Linked DNA regions of Rattus norvegicus: region 2 is linked to region 1. A link is a contact called in public Hi-C data. All regions are on one chromosome and are shown on one strand. The core of a region is the stretch at or near the end of the contact, and the rest is flanking DNA. Distances in the headings are between cores, read along the strand shown. Region 1 overlaps Dennd2a (DENN domain containing 2A). Region 2 holds the start of Dennd2a (DENN domain containing 2A).

Evidence for each region. Hi-C and Micro-C count contacts between places; a contact is called where the count stands out from the background.
Region 2: a contact with region 1 is called in a Hi-C map of Schwann cells, with 3 times the contacts expected there. The contact joins the promoter of Dennd2a here to the enhancer-like site in region 1. A contact is called at or near these places in 7 of 12 Hi-C or Micro-C datasets (the A7r5 cell line, Schwann cells, frontal cortex and 4 more) and 1 of 1 datasets of contacts at active chromatin or transcription factors (oligodendrocytes).

Annotation. Positions count from the first base shown.
Region 1 is chr4:69,213,962-69,217,928 of GRCr8, reverse strand. Dennd2a (DENN domain containing 2A) reads left to right here. Exons shown (of 19, transcript NM_001427610.1): 13 at 124-272. Among named protein-coding and RNA genes, the nearest start is that of Mkrn1, 52 kb to the right of the region's middle. Within about 2 kb of position 2,333, at least 29 of the 93 cell types and tissues checked have an H3K27ac peak or open chromatin away from gene starts, as enhancers often do. A contact at or near this core is called in Schwann cells, where this site is marked.
Region 2 is chr4:69,296,495-69,300,525 of GRCr8, reverse strand. It overlaps Dennd2a (DENN domain containing 2A), which reads left to right and starts at 1,721. Exons shown (of 19, transcript NM_001427610.1): 1 at 1,721-1,988.

The DNA of each region.
Region 1 (3,967 bases), core at 1,084-3,583:
TCTTCCCTTTTCCTGCCTTTTCTTTCCCTTCCCCATGCTAGTGGACCACCCGTGCAGAGGCCCTGGGAGTCCCAGGACGGCCTGCTGTGTAAGCCCACCTCAGCTGCTCCTGTTCCCTGGCAGGTGATTGAGCTGTGCCGACCGCTGGACTCCCGGCTAGAGCATGTGGACTTTGAGTCTCTGTTCTCCTCCCTCAGTGTCCGACACTTGGTCAGTGTTTTTGCCTCCCTACTTCTGGAAAGGAGGGTCATCTTCATCGCAGACAAACTCAGGTACCAACTCTGCTGCTCCTGACAGTACGTGTAAACATACGTGTAAACATGCTTACTCTTAAACTCTCAAGGGTGTCGAGACTGGGTTCTGAGAAACAAGGCTACCTGGAGGCCTGTGAGGCTCACTCTTAATGTAAAGGGATGTAGGACTGCACGTTGCACAAGCCTCTCTGGTATTTGGTCTGCTTTCCAGGTTTCACTGTGAGCTAGGCACTCTCTCCAGAGTTCTCATTCCGTGGGGGGACCAGGAAGTACACTACACCATGTTGGGAGGGCTTGTTAGAGGCAGTGAGTTGAGAAGATGACAGAGGCCACTCCTCTCCAGTGTGGAGCAATCTGACTTAGCGCTAAGACTAAGAGCATGTTGCAGGCGGAAGGAGTTGTCTGTACAAAGGCAAGGAATCAGTAGAGGCTAAACCTGTCACCTTCAGAAACTGTGAGGCAGCTCCCTGATTGGAATGGAGAACGAGGTTGGGCAGGAAGAGATGAACAGACAGAAAAGACAAGGTTCAATTCAGGGAAAGACCACAAGACTAAGTGGAAGATTACAGACTTACATCCCTTTCTTGTTTGTTATTAAACTAAACCAAAGAAATCAAACACAACACCACACACACACACACACACACACACCTCTGTCCCGTAGGATGCCATCCATATCCCAGTGAACATATTCTCCGATTCAGAAGGCCACATCACAAATCAAAGAAAATCCAAAAGGAAAGAATTTGGATTGGTGGGCTGGAAGTTAAGAGCACTAGCTGCTCTTCCAGAGGGCCTGAGTTCAATTCTCAGAAAGCCGTGGTGGCTCACCGCCATCTATAATATATAATACGATCTGGTGCCCTCTTCTGGCAGGCAGAATACCGTATACATAATAAGTAAATAAGTCTCGATTCTGGATTCTAGCAAGGGAATGATTCCAGCATTTTCGTGATCTCAGCCCTTCAATTCCAGAACTTGGGAGGCAGAAGCAAGCAGATCTCTGTGAGCTCAGGGCACCATGGATCACATAGTAAGACCTTATCTTAAAAACAAATAAAACCGGGCTGGAGAGGTGACTCAGTGGTTAAGAGCACTGGCAGCTCTTCCAGAGGTCCTGAGTTCAATTCCCAGCAACCACATGGTGGCTCACAACCATCTGTAAGAGATCCGATGCCCTCTTCTGATGTATCTGAAGACAGCTACAGTGTACTTATATATAATAAATGAATAAGTCTTTTAAAAAAAACATTTAAGAACCATCATTAAAAATAGGATTTGGAGGGGCTGGGGATTTAGCTCAGTGGTAGAGCGCTTACCTAGGAAGCGCAAGGCCCTGGGTTCGGTCCCCAGCTCCGAAAAAAAAGAACCAAAAAAAAAAAAAATAGGATTTGGAAAAAAATTAAAAACAAACAAACAAATAAAACCACTGATGAGCTCAGCTGATAAAGGAGACTGTCATCACGCTAGACTTCCTGAGTTCAATCCCTAGGGCCTATGTGGTGCAAGGAGAGAACCAACTCCCACAAAGTTGTCCCCTGATTTCCCTGCATGTATGGATGCACAAATATAACTCACACAATAAATGTATATTCTTTTAAAATTCTGAAACACGGACCTGGAGCTTTTTAGAACCTATGGGAGTATGTGTGATACCTGCCACTCCAGGAAAGGCCAAGAAGGAGGCCACCAGCAGCTGAAACAGTGGAGGCCATCTGGAGAGAATACACACCAGCAACTAAGAAGAGCGGTGCTGTCTGTGGTTTGGAGAGGAAACGACTGAGCTGCTGCAGAGAACAGAAGGGGGGAAGAAGAAAGGGGACAGAAGAATGAAAAGGACAACATGTTTCAACATGGAGCTCATCAGGAGGTTGGGGAGGGGTCAACAATCCAGCTCTATGCTCAATGCATCCATCTGGTCACCTTTATGATAACCACTTGGCTATTCCCTGGCTGCCCCCACCTCACGTCTGAGCTCTCTGTTCACTTTAAATGTCACCATCACTGTGTCCCCTGTGTGTTTCTGTTAGCTCAGGAAGCAGGCCCCGTCTTCAGCCTGCAGCTGGTGCTAGGAGCTGGGCAGTTCTCCAAGCTCCTGGGCACTGGGGGATTCACACAGAGCGTTCTCAGTGCTGGGCACTAGAAGCTAGGCATGAGTAATAATAACCCTTTAGTGACCAGGATTTCTTCTGCTCTATGGTAACTGTCTCCATGCTCTGGAAGGCCCACTCCCCTTTCCCCAACAACCCCCATTCCCTTGGATTCTCAAGGCTTAGATTTGGAGAAGAGGGAAAAGACGGATTTCAGAAAGGTCTTGGCAAGAAGTGGAGATCAGCTAAGTAAACCCAGCACCTGCCAGGAGCGGAGTTCAGGACACAGCCCCTAGGGTACTGCCTTGGGAATGAAGATGTTAGACTAGGGGAGACCAAGCTGGAGAAAATGCCCGAGACCGTGAGAGCAGCCAGCCGAAGCTGAGCAGGCCAACCAAGCATCGAGTAGGAATTTTCTGGTCAGCATACACTGACAGAAAAGATACGAACAGATAGGGAGGAAACATCCAAAGGCAACATGGACTCAGAATGTTAGGAAACCAGAGGAAACATTCTACCCAAGTCAAGAAAGAGGTACGACCCACCTACCTCCATCCTGGACAGATTTCTGAGTGGGCAGATTGGACGCTAGCAAACCCTGTGCACCTGAGTGGGCTCTGCCCTGGGCCTCAGCATCCATTCCACGAGGGCCTCTGGTCTTTTTCTCCTCACCTCACTTTCCATGCAGTCGGACCAACCGTCTGCTCTTGGAGTTGTACCCTCTGTGAACAGCCTTTGGCAGGGAGAGGCACTGATATTGCCCCCGCAGCTTCTGCAGGGAGTTCCCAGAGTGGTCCGGTTGCCCAGCGTGTTTCTTTTGTGGCAGGGGAGAAGGCAGCCAGAATGTGCTGAGAAGTTAGGCCCTCCTTAGGCAGAGGAGAGCTGCCTGACACTGGGGACAAGTGGGGGGAGTCAGGAGCTGCAGGGCAGTGGTGGGAGGGGTGACAGAACAGACTCTGGGGCCCTGCACATCCACAGACATGCAGGAAGTCTTCGTCAGGTAGGCCGTGCAGATCCCTTGTGAGCCTGATGGTGCCTGTAATCCAGTATGAGGAGGCTGAGGTCGACTGGCTTTGAGTTTCAGGCTAGTCTTGTCAAAAGAGCAAGAGCCTGTCTTTTGTAAGATTCTTTCCCCTTCGTTTGTGGCTATGAAAGCTAAGTATTTTTCTCTGGAACCTTCCTTCTCTCGGTGGCCTTCCCACTGGGGCCCCGGTGGGTAGGTATGACTGGGAGTCCCTCCAGGTTTCTCTTAGATCTGAAAGGAACAGACTCTGTGGGCCAAGAGCCTCCAACTCTCCTGGCACCATGTTCCCTAAGATTATCTGATTCGTAGGCCTGGTGGAAGAATCTATTCACTTCTGTTAGGTGTATGGGGTAGGAACCATGGGAAGCCAAAGCTTCCCTGTTCAAACCTTAGCAAACAAGGGCTGGGAGCAGGCTGGCTGTTCTTGAGCTGGGAGACTCTGAGAAGAAAGTCATTAGCATAAGGCCCAGCTCGGCCTTCACCTGAGACATTCCCCTGCTGAGCGCACATTGATCCCCATCCTGCTCAGCCAAGAGGAGAAGGCTGAACCCTACCCCTCTTCCTTCCATGCCCCAGTCTCAGTGAGGCCACCGAGCAGA
Region 2 (4,031 bases), core at 472-2,971, 83 kb before region 1:
CCTAAGATGAGACTGGCTATCTGAAAACCAGACACTCAAAGGCCCCGGAGCGCTTCTGCGCTTGGGGCAGGGGAGGCAGCCAGCTGGGCTCCTGGCCCAGTTCCCATTGAACTTTGCCAGTTTGCTGCTGTAGGGTACCCTGTGGCCCTGGGAGTAATTAACCCCCAAGAAGCCAAGCCTTTGATCTTTATTTAGAAAGGGAGAACTTAGAAAGATGCAAACAAAGCAATACTTTGAATGCTAACACTTAAAAAAAAAGCTTATACTTGGCAAATATCTGTTCTGAAAGTCTACAGTGCTTCATTGAAATGGGTGTGGCATGAAGAATTTAGGAAGGCCTCAAAGATCTCCTGCAATGAGCAAACCGCTTAGCTATGAAGGACATGCAACTTTTTGTTCCCCGGCCTGGGACCCAGTTCCCTGGTGTCTGAAGTCCACTCTCATTACCTCCACCCCTGCACACAAACTAGAGATCTCCTGCCTCAGTCTCCTGAGTCTTGAGATTACAGACATGCCTGGCCAGGCCTTCCTCTTTATATACAGCTCTATTTTTCTTCTGAGGGACCCTCTCTGTGAAGTTGTCACAGGTCTGGGTCTGTTCCCACACCACCCCCAACTGCCCACCCTAACCTAAGCTTAGGCCACTAGACCACTCCAGAAACATAGGTTAACTCTTGAGGGTCTCTAATAGCCAGGAAGGAGACTGGCTGGCACCTCCCCACAGGGCAGACAAATTGCCACTGTCAGGCCTGAGCACTTATCTGGTATTCCTCTGCTTGGACCTCTTTGCCTTGAGCACAATATTCAAATTCTGCCCAGGACACTTAAGGGTTCCCCAAATACCATGAGGCGACTCCCCCAAAGTCACTAGTCATACTCTTTCCTCTTCCAGGCTGCCTTCTCTGTCTGTCCTGTTTCTCCACCTTCTATAACTGATTCACTATCGCTGGCCATCAAAGCCCCCAGAGAATGCCCCAACCTGTGTTGGCTCCCTCGTGGTGCGGGGGAGGGGGGACCACAGCATTTTCAATTTGGCAATCATACTGTCTTAAAACCTCCTGTATATGTGCTTTAACTGTGCCCTGTGGAAGTGGGACCAGGGAAAGTCAGTCCTTTGATCACTTTTCCTGACCAGGACTTGGGACCCATTTTGTACAGTTTTGTAGGGAGGTGGGCCCCTGGATCCTTATGTCCCATCTCCTGAGTGAGTCAGTTGGGGGCAAATATGGACCCTTGGGTCCTAATAGCTTATCCCATGACTATGAGTTGCTTGTGGGCAAACATGAGGCAGTGGGTCTCGAAGGCCTATCTCATGACTGTCGGTTGCTTGGGGGCAAATGTGGAGCCCAATTCTGCCTAAGGCATCCACTCTAACTGCCCAGAAACAAAGCTGGGCAGGGAGCGTGGCTGAGGCTTTGGTGCTGTCTAAATCTGGTCTTCGGCCCCTGGCTCAGTGCATCTCGAGAATGGACCTCGGCCGGGGATAGAAGAGAACCCGTGTGGCGATCTTCAGCACAGAAAAGGTTAAACGCCGTCTCCCCCACCCCCTGAAAGGCGAGGGGGCGAGTGAGTGCGGCAGAAGGTCCTGTTTACCGTGGCTCCCCTCGGCGGCGGGCCCTGGGAGAGTGGTTGCTGTGGCAACCGGCCGGGCGCCCGCCAGCTGCGGATTAGCTCACTGGAGCCGCGGGATGGGTCGGGAGGAGGGGGCGCACGTCACTGCAGACGGTCGCGGCGCAGCCCAAGGCAGAGGAAGGGGCCGCGCGCGCCAGAGGCCGGAGGGGACGCAACGCGCCTCCCAGGCCGGAGGCAGCGGGGACCGGACGAGAGCGCGCGCGGCGGGGACTCGAGGGGCTCCCGGCGGCCGGGGGAGGCCGCGCGGACAAAGGCGCGGAGGGCAGCGGGCCATGGCGCCCCAGGTCCCCGCCGCCCCCGCCCCGGGCAACCGCGAGTTGCGTCCCAGAACCCGCGGAGCCGCCTCCCGTGGAGAGGTAGGGCTGGGCGCTAGAGTGCGGGGCGAGCTCCGGGAGACCCGGGAGGGTACGCGCGGGGGCGAGGAGGAAACTGTATTGGCGCGAGCCGGGGATCTTTGCAGGCGGCGCTGGGGACGCTTCCTCGGAGCCCCGGGGACCGGCGCGGGGAGCGATCCATAGTTCTTCCCCGGATCGGGCTAACTTTAGGGCCGAAGAAACTTGCAGAATCTGGGCAGAGCCGGGCCCTGCGCTGTGCCGGAGCTCCCGGGCGCCTGTGAGTGAGTAAGCGTGTGTGAGACCGAGTGTGTACGCCGGGGTGGGGGAGTCCAGACGGCTCTAGTCAGGATTTGCCGTGTTGGAAAGTTGGGTACATTGAAGTTTACTTCTCCCATTCCCCCCCAACCCCAAAGAATGGAGTTGGGAGTAGATGGAGCCCAGGGGTAAGTTTCTTAACAACACAGGATATAGTCTTGTGCAAGAGAGTCACTGAGATATGGAGTCAGACCGCTGAGCCAGAGGGAGCTCAGCGCCTGGAATCCTGTAGTGAGGGGCAGAGACAGGAAGCTATGAAGTGCCTTCCTTGGCCCTGGATTGAAACGAGGAAAATGCAGGGTCCCTTGACTTAATCAGTCTGCTGAGGAAGGAGCAGGCTGACTTCTGGCCCATGCTCTGATGGCTTTCAGGGTGACTTAAGCTCTCCAAAAGACAGGTAATTGTGGGGTGTGGTAATAGTGTTATAATAGGCACTTTACAGTAATTTGTTATGAATCACTTGCACCTGCTGTGGTTACTATAGAAAAGCCTTCAGTACCAAACACCTGAAGAGTTGAATAGACTGTTTAGGGGATGGCCTAAACTGGGAGAGAAGTGGAGATTTTGAGAGGAAGCCGAGGACAAACAGAAACAGACTGTTGTTTATTTATAAAGATTTATTTATTTATTATATAGAGGGCATCAGATCCCATTACAGATGGTTGTGAGCCACCATGTGGTTGCTGGGATTTGAACTCAGGATTTTGGGAAGAGCAGTCAGTGCTCTTAACCACTGAGCCATCTCTCCAGCCCCTGTTGTTTATTTATTTGAGACAGGGTCTCAGTATGTGACCCAGGTTGGCCTCACACTTACAGTCCTCTTCTTTTCCTTAACTCTCTAAATTCAGGATTACTGGTAGGCACAGACAGGCTCAGTTCAGGGACTCGTTTGTTGAGACTGGATCTCTGGTAGCTTAGAGAGACCTTGAACTTGATTTTGAATTAATTTTTAAAAATTTAATATATCCTTATGAGTTTGCCTGGATGTATGTCTGTACACCATGTTCATGCAGTGCCGACAGAGGCTCTGGTGCCCATCCCCTAGGACTGGAGTTAGTCACACACAGTTGTGAGCTGCCATGTGAGTGCTAGGACTCAAACCCGGGTCCTCTGGAAGAGCTCTTAACTGATGAGCCATCGCTCTAGCCCGAGTCTGCCTCCAAAGCACTGTTACAGGATCGTGGCACCAACCTTTAGGAGATGCCAGAGCTCAAACCGGAGGCTTCCTGCATGCGCCGTAAGCTGTCTACCAACTAAGCCATGTCTCCAGCTATGAGACTATTTTTTTAATTAAAATAATTTTACCGCATTTTTATTGATTGTGGGTGTGCTACCAGTCATATGTGTAGATCAGAAGACAATCTGGAGGAGTCAGTTCTGCCCTCCCTCCATGTGGGTGGTCAGGATAGATCTTACAGGACATCAGGCTTGGCAAAAAGCCCACTGAGCCGGCTTGCCATCCCTCAGAGACTGTAAGGTATGGGGATGAGGAAACTGGAAGAGCATTTCGTGTCTGGATGTTCATTCTGGAAGAATGCACCTGCCTGGACATTACTTCACTCATAGAAATGGCTCTGTGTGGGGCTGGGGATTTAGCTCAGTGGTAGGAAGCACAAGGCCCTGGGTTCGGTCCCCAGCTCCGAAAAAAAGAACCAAAAAAAAAAAAAAAAGAAAGAAAGAAATGGCTCTGTGTGCTGGTGACCGGGGACGCAGTGGTTAAGAAGCTACCTGAAGCTACCATCTTACCCT